Regions from separate parts of the Salmo salar genome. Here region 1 is linked to region 2. The links are chromatin contacts, called in public Hi-C maps. All regions are on one chromosome and are shown on one strand. The core of a region is the stretch at or near the end of the contact, and the rest is flanking DNA. Distances in the headings are between cores, read along the strand shown. Region 1 holds the start of LOC106569167 (solute carrier family 22 member 23). Region 2 overlaps LOC106569167 (solute carrier family 22 member 23).

Region 1 (5,955 bases), core at 372-2,871, 58 kb before region 2:
CCTTTGCTGTTCTTCATCAGAATGCACTCCCAGGACTTCTACTTCAACAACAAATGTTGTTTTGGTTCGAAATAATCCATAGTTATATTGAAATAGCTCCGTTTTGTTCGTGCGTTCAGGTAACTATCCGAAGGGTGACGCGCCGTTGCGTTTCGTGACAAATAAATTCTAAATATTCCATTACCGTACTTCGAAGCATGTCAAACGCTGTTTAAAATAAATTTTAATGCAATTTTTCTCGTAAAATAGCGATAATATTCCAACCGGGAGACGTTGTATCCGTTCAAACAGTGAAAGAAAAAAATTGACTCGTCTCGTGCGGGCGCGCGCGCCAGTGTCATTGTCCTCAGAAGGACCACTCACAAAAAACCCTGATGTTTTTCGCCCAGAGACTGCAGAGCTATCATTCCACGTTCTGGCGCCTTCCTAGAGCCAATGGAAGCCTTAGAAAATGTCACGTTACAGCAGAGATGCTGTATTTTCGATAGAGATGCCACAGAAGGCCAAGACATGGTCAGACAGCGCACTTCCTGTATAGAATCTTCTTAGGTTTTGGCCTGCCATATGAGTTCTGTTATACTCACAGACACCATTCGAACAGTTTTAGAAACGTTAGAGTGTTTTCTATCCAAATCAATTAATTTGATGCATATTCTAGTTTCTGGGCAGGAGTAGTAACCAGATTAAATCGGGTACGTTTTTTATCCGGCCGTGAAAATACTGCCCCCTATCCCTAACAGGTTTTAACGGACAAAGAAATGTGCCTTTCTTTCAAAAACAAGGACATTTCTAAGTGAGCCCAAACTTTTGAACGGTAGTGTAAGTCTCACAAAACTCTGTTTTGGACCAGACTGACTTTATGACCAAAATTATTCTATTTACACTTTGTAGTCAATTTTGACAGTAGAATAAATGTTTCTGACTCAAATCGATGCCACATAAGGTGTTTTCTAAATGGGAAGTTGGTTTTTAGAGGCAGTTGCTCTTTAAATCAAATAATGTACTTCATATTGATTTTGTTTTGTTGATTTTGAATAAGTTCTTGATTTTCCTCATGGTCTACAGTTTTTTATCCGACCACACAAGACATTGTAACATAGAGTTACAGTTAATCATTACTGAAATAACAATGTAGTAAAGCTCTTGAAATAATATGTTGACTGACTATATTGCACAGATGACATTAATATCTCTCTCTCTGTAGATCTCTCTGTGTATAATAGTAAATTATAAACTGGGTGGTTTGAGCCCTGAATGCTGATTGGCTGACAGCGTGACATATTTATTTTAACTGCTCTTTTTACGTTGGTAACCAGTTTATAATTGAAATAAGGCACCTCAGGGATTTGTGATGTATGACCAATATACATACCTCTGCTAAGGGCTGTGTCCAGGCACTCCGCATAACCCATTGCATGTGTGTTTGTGTGTGTGTGTGTGTGTGTGTGACAGTGGGCCCACCCCCTTATTAAAAATCTCAACTCAATTGCATCCTCTCTTCTCCTTTCCCTCCACTATGACAGACCTATTGTCATAAATATAAGGACAGGCCTATGGGCCTACTAAACGTCTCCTAGGCTACACACGTTACAATGGAGATCTTTGTCGCTATATAGAGCCAAAACCGTGTTATGCAGCCTGTCGGGGTATGCACTGCTGCGAGTGAGCGACAGACATGGGCGGAGGGTTGCTCAAAGTTCCACCTATAGTTTACCAGCCGGTTAAATGTTTTTATCTTTCTTCCTATTCTGTAATTACATAATCTGTCCGTGGCACTTCATCGCTGTGAACATTACTCAACATTTCGATATATCGGATGACGTGGTCGGGAAGAAGGAATAGGCTATGTGTTTACAGACCATCAGATGACTGTAATTCACTATTTGTACAGGTGTGTTACCTGTAGCGCCCTCGAGAAAGGGGCAGTGTTTATCTCCCCCCCTCGATGTACCATTTCTTCCGGCACAATTATATGCTAATGAGATGTAGCCTATCCAGGCCAGCAGAAGGGAATATTGGTGATTAAAAACATCCCTGCCAATTTCCCATGTTGTCGCGCGTGTTTATTCTAAGTTTGGACATTTGCCAGCCTGCATTTAAAGCTGCTTGCTGTCACTTAAGTAGCCTAGTGCTCTTCGTTCAGTGGCAATAGTCCATGGAGTCCACCTAAACAAGAGCACAGGGAGTCCTGATCATAAAGAAGTGAGTCTTATTTCAATTTCAGTGGTTGCTTGCGGACGGCTTTCACCACTAGAGCGGGGACATTGACGCATTTTGGAGTCGACGGGTAACACTGCCAACCCGGCTGCGCTACAGACGCATCCATGAGCGAAACCGCGATGGCCGTGGTGCAGCTCGAGACGGAGGAACATCAACCGGAGAACGGCTTCGTGTCCCCCGAAACAGAGTCGCCGGGATTGCTCACACGCATCGACGATTGTGTCTTGCCTTTTCTTGGGGGATTTGGGAAGTATCAGAGACAGCTAATCGTGCTAACATGGATTCCGGCGTTATTTATTGGATTCAGCCAGTACTCTGACGAATTCCTTCTTGCCCAACCGAACAATACATGTGTTCCGCAAACTGCAAATACGACTAATTTTACTATAATTCCTTCCTCTTTATTCCATGGTCCAAATAATAGTTTCCCACGAACAGCGGCGTACGTTTATTACAATGGAACCCACAATAATACAGCCAGGCATCTGCAACATTGTATGTGCAAGGAGTGGACGTTTGAGCTGCAAACGGGACTCATGCAGAATGTGGTTACTAAGGTAAGTTTTGTTGCCTGACATTGAGCAGTAAGGGCTGACTTTACATAGTTTATTTTATGTAATTAAGGCCTATACACGTATTCCTCCCTCGATTCACATGAGGCGCATTGGATCAATTGCATTATAATATCAGCATATTGTGGTGGGTTTACCCACAGCCATAGATAAGTAAAGTACGTTAGCAGACGAGGGCTTTAACACTATCACATTGTTTCATTGTAGGAATAGACCTATTGCAGTCTCTCAAAAAAAAGCATATTATTTTGATATAGGCTGGCACCTCGCTTAACCGTCACACCTTTATGAGTCTAAAAGCATGTGACTGGTTCATGCATTGCTGCCTCCAATAGCCTGCTAGCGCATGCAGCCCAGGAATGTATTTTTCCACAATTGGCTATCCCTGTATAATAACACGAGCTGCTCCACTGAGTGCTTTAATAACCAATTCATCGGGCTATGAGTACTCATAGACAATAACTACGAGTATGTCGGCTGGAGAGACTGTTCTGTAGCCTATAGCTCATCTACATGCCGACAGTTCCTAAGCCAGTGATGTTATGCCTTCACTCATAGGAGCAGCTGACGAGGTGCTACCTATCATGGAGAGATGTCCCTCTCCCTATGACCACGGCAGAATGTGCCTGTGGTCAGAATGTTTCGTTGGTCATAATGGCCCAGACCTAAGCGATACTGGAGCTTTGATCTAGAGCAAAGGGCATGTAGCCTACTGTCAAGCTCGTTAGTGCTCTCCCTCGCACACCTCGCGCCACCCGAGAATAATGACTTCCCTATTTAGATTATGTCAACTGCTCTAAAAAAAATGCAACGATTGTCTTTCTTCCTTATCTGAACTTGTTTTATATCTGAACAGTAACCTATAAACCCTTCTACTGTGCCCAGTTTCGACTCTGTATCAGACATTTATTTTGAGTTACTTCGAGAGAATACTAGTTTTTCCAAGGATCTTGTGCTGTTGATGTTATAGTTCAGTTCCTCTGCCTCAGGTGTTAATCGATCCACATAGGCCTCCTAGGCCTATAAAGATATACTAAGCCTAAATATAGTTTCTGAACCCAAATAGTGAAAGGACATGATTTCCCCATTTGCACTTTCAAAATGGACCTCGTGGCCTACTATTTCTAGCCTGACGACTCACACAAAATTCTTCCTCTTCTCTGTCTTACTCAACATACTTTATTCTAGACTGCCATCATTGAAATCGTTTGTGGTAACAAGTGGTGTTGTACAAAATAAAGTCATCAGCAATTCGATCGTCTCTAACCAATTAGAGTATCAAAGCCAATGGCACATTCTCTAACTGCAGCTTTAGCCACGTGTTCCAAGGAGCCAAGGGTTCCGGTCTAGAAGCACGGTTTTGACTGCTACAGTTTGGCTTTGGTACTGCAGTTTAACTGATCATTTCCATAGACACCACATAGAGAACTCCGATTTGAAAATCCTAAAAACGACACTCTAGTCATCACCTTCGTGCACAAAACATCCATTGAATTATTAAAATAATTGTAGCTCAGGGAGATTTTTTTCCATCACTCACAGCCGACAGTATTAAAATGTTATATTCATCCACTGTCTGCCATGTTTTTGGATAACGTGATGACATCCACTGCATGTGCTACTCCCTGTGCACATTGAGTGCTAGTGCGCATGGGATGTTGGTCCGTATAAACCCGATGCCACCCGGATATAGACCGTCCATGAGTCGGCGTGAGTAGATTACCTTGACAATAAGGGGCGGACATCTTGGATGCGATCTCCAGTTCATATTATACCTTAGTGGTGTGTTCTGGCTCTGGCCCAACCCATCGGTTTCTGGACCAATCAGACAGCCCCGGATGTGTTTGCTTTCGGTGAAGGGTCTGGGAGGTATTCAGATCCAGACTCATTGCGGAGAAGAAACTAACGTCCGTGGGCGTGGCGTAGCGTTTGGCCAGAGCAAGAAGTCTGGGAAGCCAGGCAAAACTACACTGCTCAAAAAAATCAAGGGAACACTTAAACAACACAATGTAAGTCCAAGTCAATCACACTTCTGTGAAATCAAACTGTCCACTTAGGAAGCAACACTGATTGACAATAAATTTCACATGCTGTTGTGCAAATGGAATAGACAACAGGTGGAAATTATAGGCAATAAGCAAGACAACCCCAATAAAGGAGTGGTTCTGCAGGTGGGGACCACAGACCACTTCTCAGTTCCTATGCTTCCTGGCTGATGTTTTGATCACTTTTGAATGCTGGCGGTGCTTTCACTCTAGTGGTAGCATGAGACAGAATCTACAACCCACACAAGTGGCTCAGGTAGTGCAGCTCATCCAGGATGGCACATCAATGCGATCTGTGGCAAGAAGGTTTGCTGTGTCTGTCAGCGTAGTGTCCAGAGCATGGAGGCGCTACCAGGAGACAGGCCAGTACATCAGGAGACGTGGAGGAGGCCGTAGGAGGGCAACAACCCAGCAGCAGGACCGCTACCTCCGCCTTTGTGCAAGGAGGAGCAGAAGGAGCACTGCCAGAGCCCTGCAAAATGACCTCCAGCAGGCCACAAATGTGCATGTGTCTCCTCAAACGGTCAGAAACAGACTCCATGAGGGTGGTATGAGGGCCCGACGTCCACAGGTGGGGGTTGTGCTTACAGCCCAACACCGTGCAGGACGTTTGGCATTTGCCAGAGAACACCAAGATTGGCAAATTCGCCACTGGTGCCCTGTGCTCTTCACAGATGAAAGCAGGTTCACACTGAGCACGTGACCGACGTGACAGAGTCTGGAGACGCCCGTGGAGAACGTTCTGCTGCCTGCAACATCCTCCAGCATGACCGGTTTGGCGGTGGGTCAGTCATGGTGTGGGGTGGCATTTCTTTGGGGGCCGCGCAGCCCTCCATGTGCTCGCCAGAGGTAGCCTGACTGCCATTAGGTACCGAGATGAGATCCTCAGACCCCTTGTGAGACCATATGCTGGTGCGGTTGGCCCTGGGTTCCTCCTAATGCAAGACAATGCTAGACCTCATGTGGCTGGAGTGTGTCAGCAGTTCCTGCAAGAGGAAGGCATTGATGCTATGGACTGGCCCACCCGTTCCCCAGACCTGAATCCAATTGAGCACATCTGGGACATCATGTCTCGCTCCATCCACCAACGCCACGTTGCACCACAGACTGTCCAGGAG
Region 2 (5,101 bases), core at 1,665-4,164:
AAATGAGATAAGATGCACACTCAGTGCTTCCTCTGAGCAGGGTAAAGTTCACTTTTGTGCTGAGTGTACATTACCCGGCTGCTAGGCAAACTTCCTTTCCTTCCTCCCCAATATCCCTCCATCCCTATCTCTCCCCCCTAGCACCCATCCTCTCCTGGGGGTCTATATCCCTCCATCCCTATCTCTCCCCCCTAGCCCCCATCCTCTCCTGGGGGGTCTATATCCCTCCATCCCTATCTCTCCCCCCTAGCCCCCATCCTCTCCTGGGGGTCTATATCCCTCCATCCCTATCTCTCCCCCCTAGTCCCATCCTCTCCTGGGGGTCTATATCCCTCCATCCCTATCTCTCACCCCTAGCCCCCATCCTCTCCCGGGGGTCTATATCCCTCCATCCCTATCTCTCCCCCCTAGCCCCCATCCTCTCCTGGGGGTCTATATCCCTCCATCCCTATCTCTCCCCCTAGCCCCCATCCTCTCCTGGGGGGTCTATATCCCTCCATCCCTTTCGCTCACCCCTAGTCCCATCCTCTCCTGGGGGTCTATATCCCTCCATCCCTCTCTCTCACCCCTAGCTCCCATCCCCTCCTGGGGGTCTATATCCCTCCATCCCTATCTCTCACCCCTAGCTCCCATCCTCTCCTGGGGGTCTATATCCCTCCATCCCTCTCTCTCACCCCTAGCTCCCATCCCCTCCTGGGGGTCTATATCCCTCCATCCCTATCTCTCCCCCCTAGCCCCCATCCTCTCCTGGGGGTCTATATCCCTCCATCCCTATCTCTCACCCCTAGCTCCCATCCCCTCCTGGGGGTCTATATCCCTCCATCCCTATCTCTCACCCCTAGCTCCCATCCTCTCCTGGGGGTCTATATCCCTCCATCCCTCTCTCTCACCCCTAGCTCCCATCCCCTCCTGGGGGTCTATATCCCTCCATCCCTATCTCTCACCCCTAGCCCCCATCCTCTCCTGGGGGTCTATATCCCTCCATCCCTCTCTCTCCCCCTAGCTCCCATCCCCTCCTGGGGGGTCTATATCCCTCCATCCCTCTCTCTCCCCCCTAGCCCCCATCCTCTCCTGGGGGTCTATATCCCTCCATCCCTCTCTCTCACCCCTAGCTCCCATCCCCTCCTGGGGGTCTATATCCCTCCATCCCTCTCTCTCACCCCTAGCTCCCATCCTCTCCTGGGGGTCTATATCCCTCCATCCCTATCTCTCACCCCTAGCTCCCATCCTCTCCTGGGGGTCTATATCCCTCCATCCCTATCTCTCACCCCTAGCTCCCATCCTCTCCTGGGGGTCTATATCCCTCCATCCCTATCTCTCCCCCCTAGTCCCATCCTCTCCTGGGGGTCTATATCCCTCCATCCCTATCTCTCCCCCCTAGCTCCCATCCTCTCCTGGGGGTCTATATCCCTCCATCCCTATCTCTCACCCCTAGCTCCCATCCTCTCCTGGGGGTCTATATCCCTCCCTATCAGAAGTCCCAGTGCGGTGGACGGTTGGGGACCTTCTTTCCATAGCTTGATACTGTAGTAGGCCCATTTTGCAGACACTGTGTTATTCAAATGACTCACGCATTCACAACATGATATAACAACATGATCTCTTACCCTTTGGATAAGTGACATTTACCCACTGTCCAAAGCAACAGAGCAGGACTGCATAGTATCAGGCTGCATTGTGTCACTTTTTTCTTCTCGTGGTGTAGGGAGTCAACAGTAGACCTAATCCGTCAACTGTTTGGATCAGGATGATGACTGTGGTTTTGTTGGCGCTATTTTGTCATTATTTGTGTTTGTGTCACACTGACTGGATGTATTTTATGTCTGTCTGGGGTCTCATCTGGGACTAGTAGAGCTGGGGTGTAATCACTAATCCAAACAATTATGCGACGAAAACTAGCGTTTCTATTGGATAGGTTCAGCAAACAGAGAGGGACCTCCCTGAGTCTGTCCAATAGAAATGCACATTTTTGTTGCAAAAGTAGCAAATCTCGTTTTGCAACTGTTTGGAGTAATGATTAAACCACAGATACATCCTTTTTGTGTTGATAGTAATGTCTGTTTTTACTACAGAGACACAAGCAAACTTACATGTGCGTGCACACGCGTAGACATTCATTCATCCACGTTCAGCAGGCAAAGTTCAAAGTTGCAAGTATTGTCATGCCATTTTGGAAGTAGGGATCAACGTAGTATTACTGTGAAGTTGTTACCTAAACATCCCTCTATTCCTCAGAGGCCTTGGACCCATAGCCTATTGATCCTTACAGTTTAAGATAAGGTATTGATCAATGAGTGTGACCTCACTTAAAGTCCACAAAGAGTGAGATAGGCCTACTACACACACACACATGCACTCAGGCGTGCGCACACACACACACACACACACACACACACACACACAACTAACCTTGTGGGGACACAAAAATCAGTCCCATTCAAAATCCTATTTTCCCTAATCCCTAACCCTAACTTTAACCCATACGCTAACTATAACCCTAACCCCAAAACCTAACCTTAACCCTAACCCTTCTTTGTTTACTATTCTTGTGGGGACTTCTGGTCCCCACAGGCATAGATAAACACGTCCACACAGTCACTCTTCAGTCTCAACCTTTCTGGATATTGAGCACATGGTTGCACACACATTATTCCATTTGTACAATCTCTTTAAGAAAAAAACAGGAAGCAGTATTCTGAGTCTTATTATCTACAAGCTTTTTAAGAATGATCATTATACAGTGTAATATGTCTACCACCACATCTTTACTGTATTTAGAAGGAGCGGCCCTGGAGCTGTTTACTGGCTAGGAACACACAAACCCAGTGGCCGGGAGCAGGGGGGGAGGCAGGGGGTGACGACATGGCATGGGGCCATGAGGAGATCATGTGACTGTCGGGGAAAGGTCAGTGTGGTGTGTTACCCGCTGGTCACAGGGAAATAACATCACTGTGGGCCCCTAGTGGTCAGATACTGTAATGTTCTCAGAACAATGGAACCTCTTTGACTCACTGGACATTATGTTCTTGAAGTTGCATGTTCTATTCCAGAATCCACACTGTGTTGGACTACTTGATGAACAGAGGCTGCAAACCAGAGGCTTTTGGCAGATGATGGCTTTTGATGGTTAGGTTACTCCTTGATACCAATGCTGTCCCCCACCATGGCTTTAGATGAGTCTTATCAGTTGTCATCATGTGGCATGTGTGTTAACAAAGTCCTGTTTTAGTGCATTTGGTCACTCCTGTTTGGTTACTCCTTTTTGGTCACCCGTGGGTCACCTCAGTATCACCCCTGTGTCATTGTGGCTTTCTGTGAGTGCTTTGTGTGTGACATCACCTGAGCGCTGGGATTTGTGTCAGCAGGCAGGGCCTGGGCTGATGGTTGGAGGTTGGGGCTGGTGCAGGGCAGTGTGGGACTGCTGATCAGGAGGGATGTGGAGGATTAGGGTCAGCTGGAGTAAGGAGCTCATAGTACCTCTGTAGAATGTTTTGTAAGTACATCCATATGTTCGATTCACACACTCACAAAAGCACATAACACCAACCCATGCTATTCCCAGTGACCCATGACTTTACTCACAAAACTCCCACAGAGAATCAGGATGGGTTTACTCCAAAACACAACACTCCCTCTCCTCTCTCCTCTCCCTCCTCTCTCCCCTCCCACCCCCTCCTCTCTCCCCTCCCACCTCTCTCCCCTCTCTCCTCTCCCTCTCCTCTCCCTCCTCTCTCCCCTCCCACCCCCTCCTCTCTCCCCTCCCACCTCCCTCCCCTCCCACCTCTCTCCTCTCTCCCCTCCACCTCTCTCCCCTCTCTCCCCTCCCACCCCTCTCCTCTCTCCCCTCCCACCTCTCTCCCCTCTCCTCTTCCCCTCTACTCCTCCTCTTCAGTCTTAGCTCTGTCGTTCCAGCTGCGTTACTGTCACAGTGTCATGGTGAGGTTACACCAAACCCAACACTCCTTCTCCTCTCTCCCCCCTCTCTCTCACCACTCTCCCCTCTCCTCCTCCTCAGTCTTAGCTCTGTCGTTCCAGCTGCGTTACTGTCCCATGAACACAGAGCATTATTCATACTAGCTAGGAGGGGGGCAGATGCTAATTGAAATTCCGGCCTTTTCCTCGGGGGTGGAGCTGCAGCCTGCTGACAGTGTATTATCCTGGCCCTGTCACCTTGAAAGATCCAGTTGGAGCTGAGAAAAGGAAAAAACACAAGTAAAAAGTAAAATAGGAGGAGATATAAAGTGATGAGTGGAAGACAAAAGCTGAGAAAGAGAAGGAAAGGAAAGGGAACTGTTGTTGCAGTACAGTACCACTCACCAGCTTCATAAGATTGATATAGCCTATTTTATTCTATGCTATGCTGCCGCAGTGTCTAGCTTGCTAAGGGGCTGAGTTCTGTGTGTTTCTGCTGGCTAGCGTGGTGGTGGCATGCATGCTAATGTCTGTATGAATGAATCAAGGACTTTCTGAAAGTGACTGGGAATACATTTGTAGAAGGAGAACCTCATTACTTCACTGCAATAGGTTTGGTTCAGTCGGATCAGGACAGAGACTGTGTTTTGTCCTAGCCATGGAAGAGTCAGTGCTCTTCAGCTAAAATAGGCTAATAATGTTCACAATACTGGAGTGGCATCGGTATCAGGATACCTCGTCTCCTTCCCAGGGATGGAGCTATGTAGTGGAACTGTAGTGTCGACCCCTCTCCCTTCTGTCCACTCTCTCTGTCAAGTTGTGTATGTGTGGGAGTGTCATTGTTGACCTTGTGTTCCCTCTGCACCCTCTGTATCATAGATTTTTATTGTTTTATTTTTTATTTCACCTTTATTTAACCAGGTAGGCTAGTTGAGAACAAGTTCTCATTTGCAACTGCTACCTGGCCAAGATAAAGCGTAGAAATTCGACACATACAACAACACAGAGTTACACATGGAATAAACAAAACATACAGTCAATAATACAGTAGAACAAAAGAAAACAAAAAGTCTATGTACAGTAGAGATCGACCGATTAATTGGAATGGCCGATTTCAAGTTTTCATAACAATCAGTAATCGGTATTTTTAGCCACCGATTTGCTGATATTTTTTATTTTTACACCTTTA

The links. Hi-C and Micro-C count contacts between places; a contact is called where the count stands out from the background.
Region 1: a contact with region 2 is called in a Hi-C map of muscle, with 2.0 times the contacts expected there. The contact joins the promoter of LOC106569167 here to the enhancer-like site in region 2.

The regions. Positions count from the first base shown.
Region 1 is chrssa14:28,792,928-28,798,882 of Ssal_v3.1, reverse strand. LOC106569167 (solute carrier family 22 member 23) reads left to right here and starts at 1,621. Exons shown (of 10, transcript XM_014140221.2): 1 at 1,621-2,777. The coding sequence starts at 2,325.
Region 2 is chrssa14:28,737,309-28,742,409 of Ssal_v3.1, reverse strand. All of the region lies in intron 3 of LOC106569167 (solute carrier family 22 member 23), which reads left to right. Among protein-coding and RNA genes, the nearest start is that of tbb2a, 33 kb to the right of the region's middle. Within about 2 kb of position 2,914, at least 7 of the 13 cell types and tissues checked have an H3K27ac peak or open chromatin away from gene starts, as enhancers often do. A contact at or near this core is called in muscle, where this site is marked.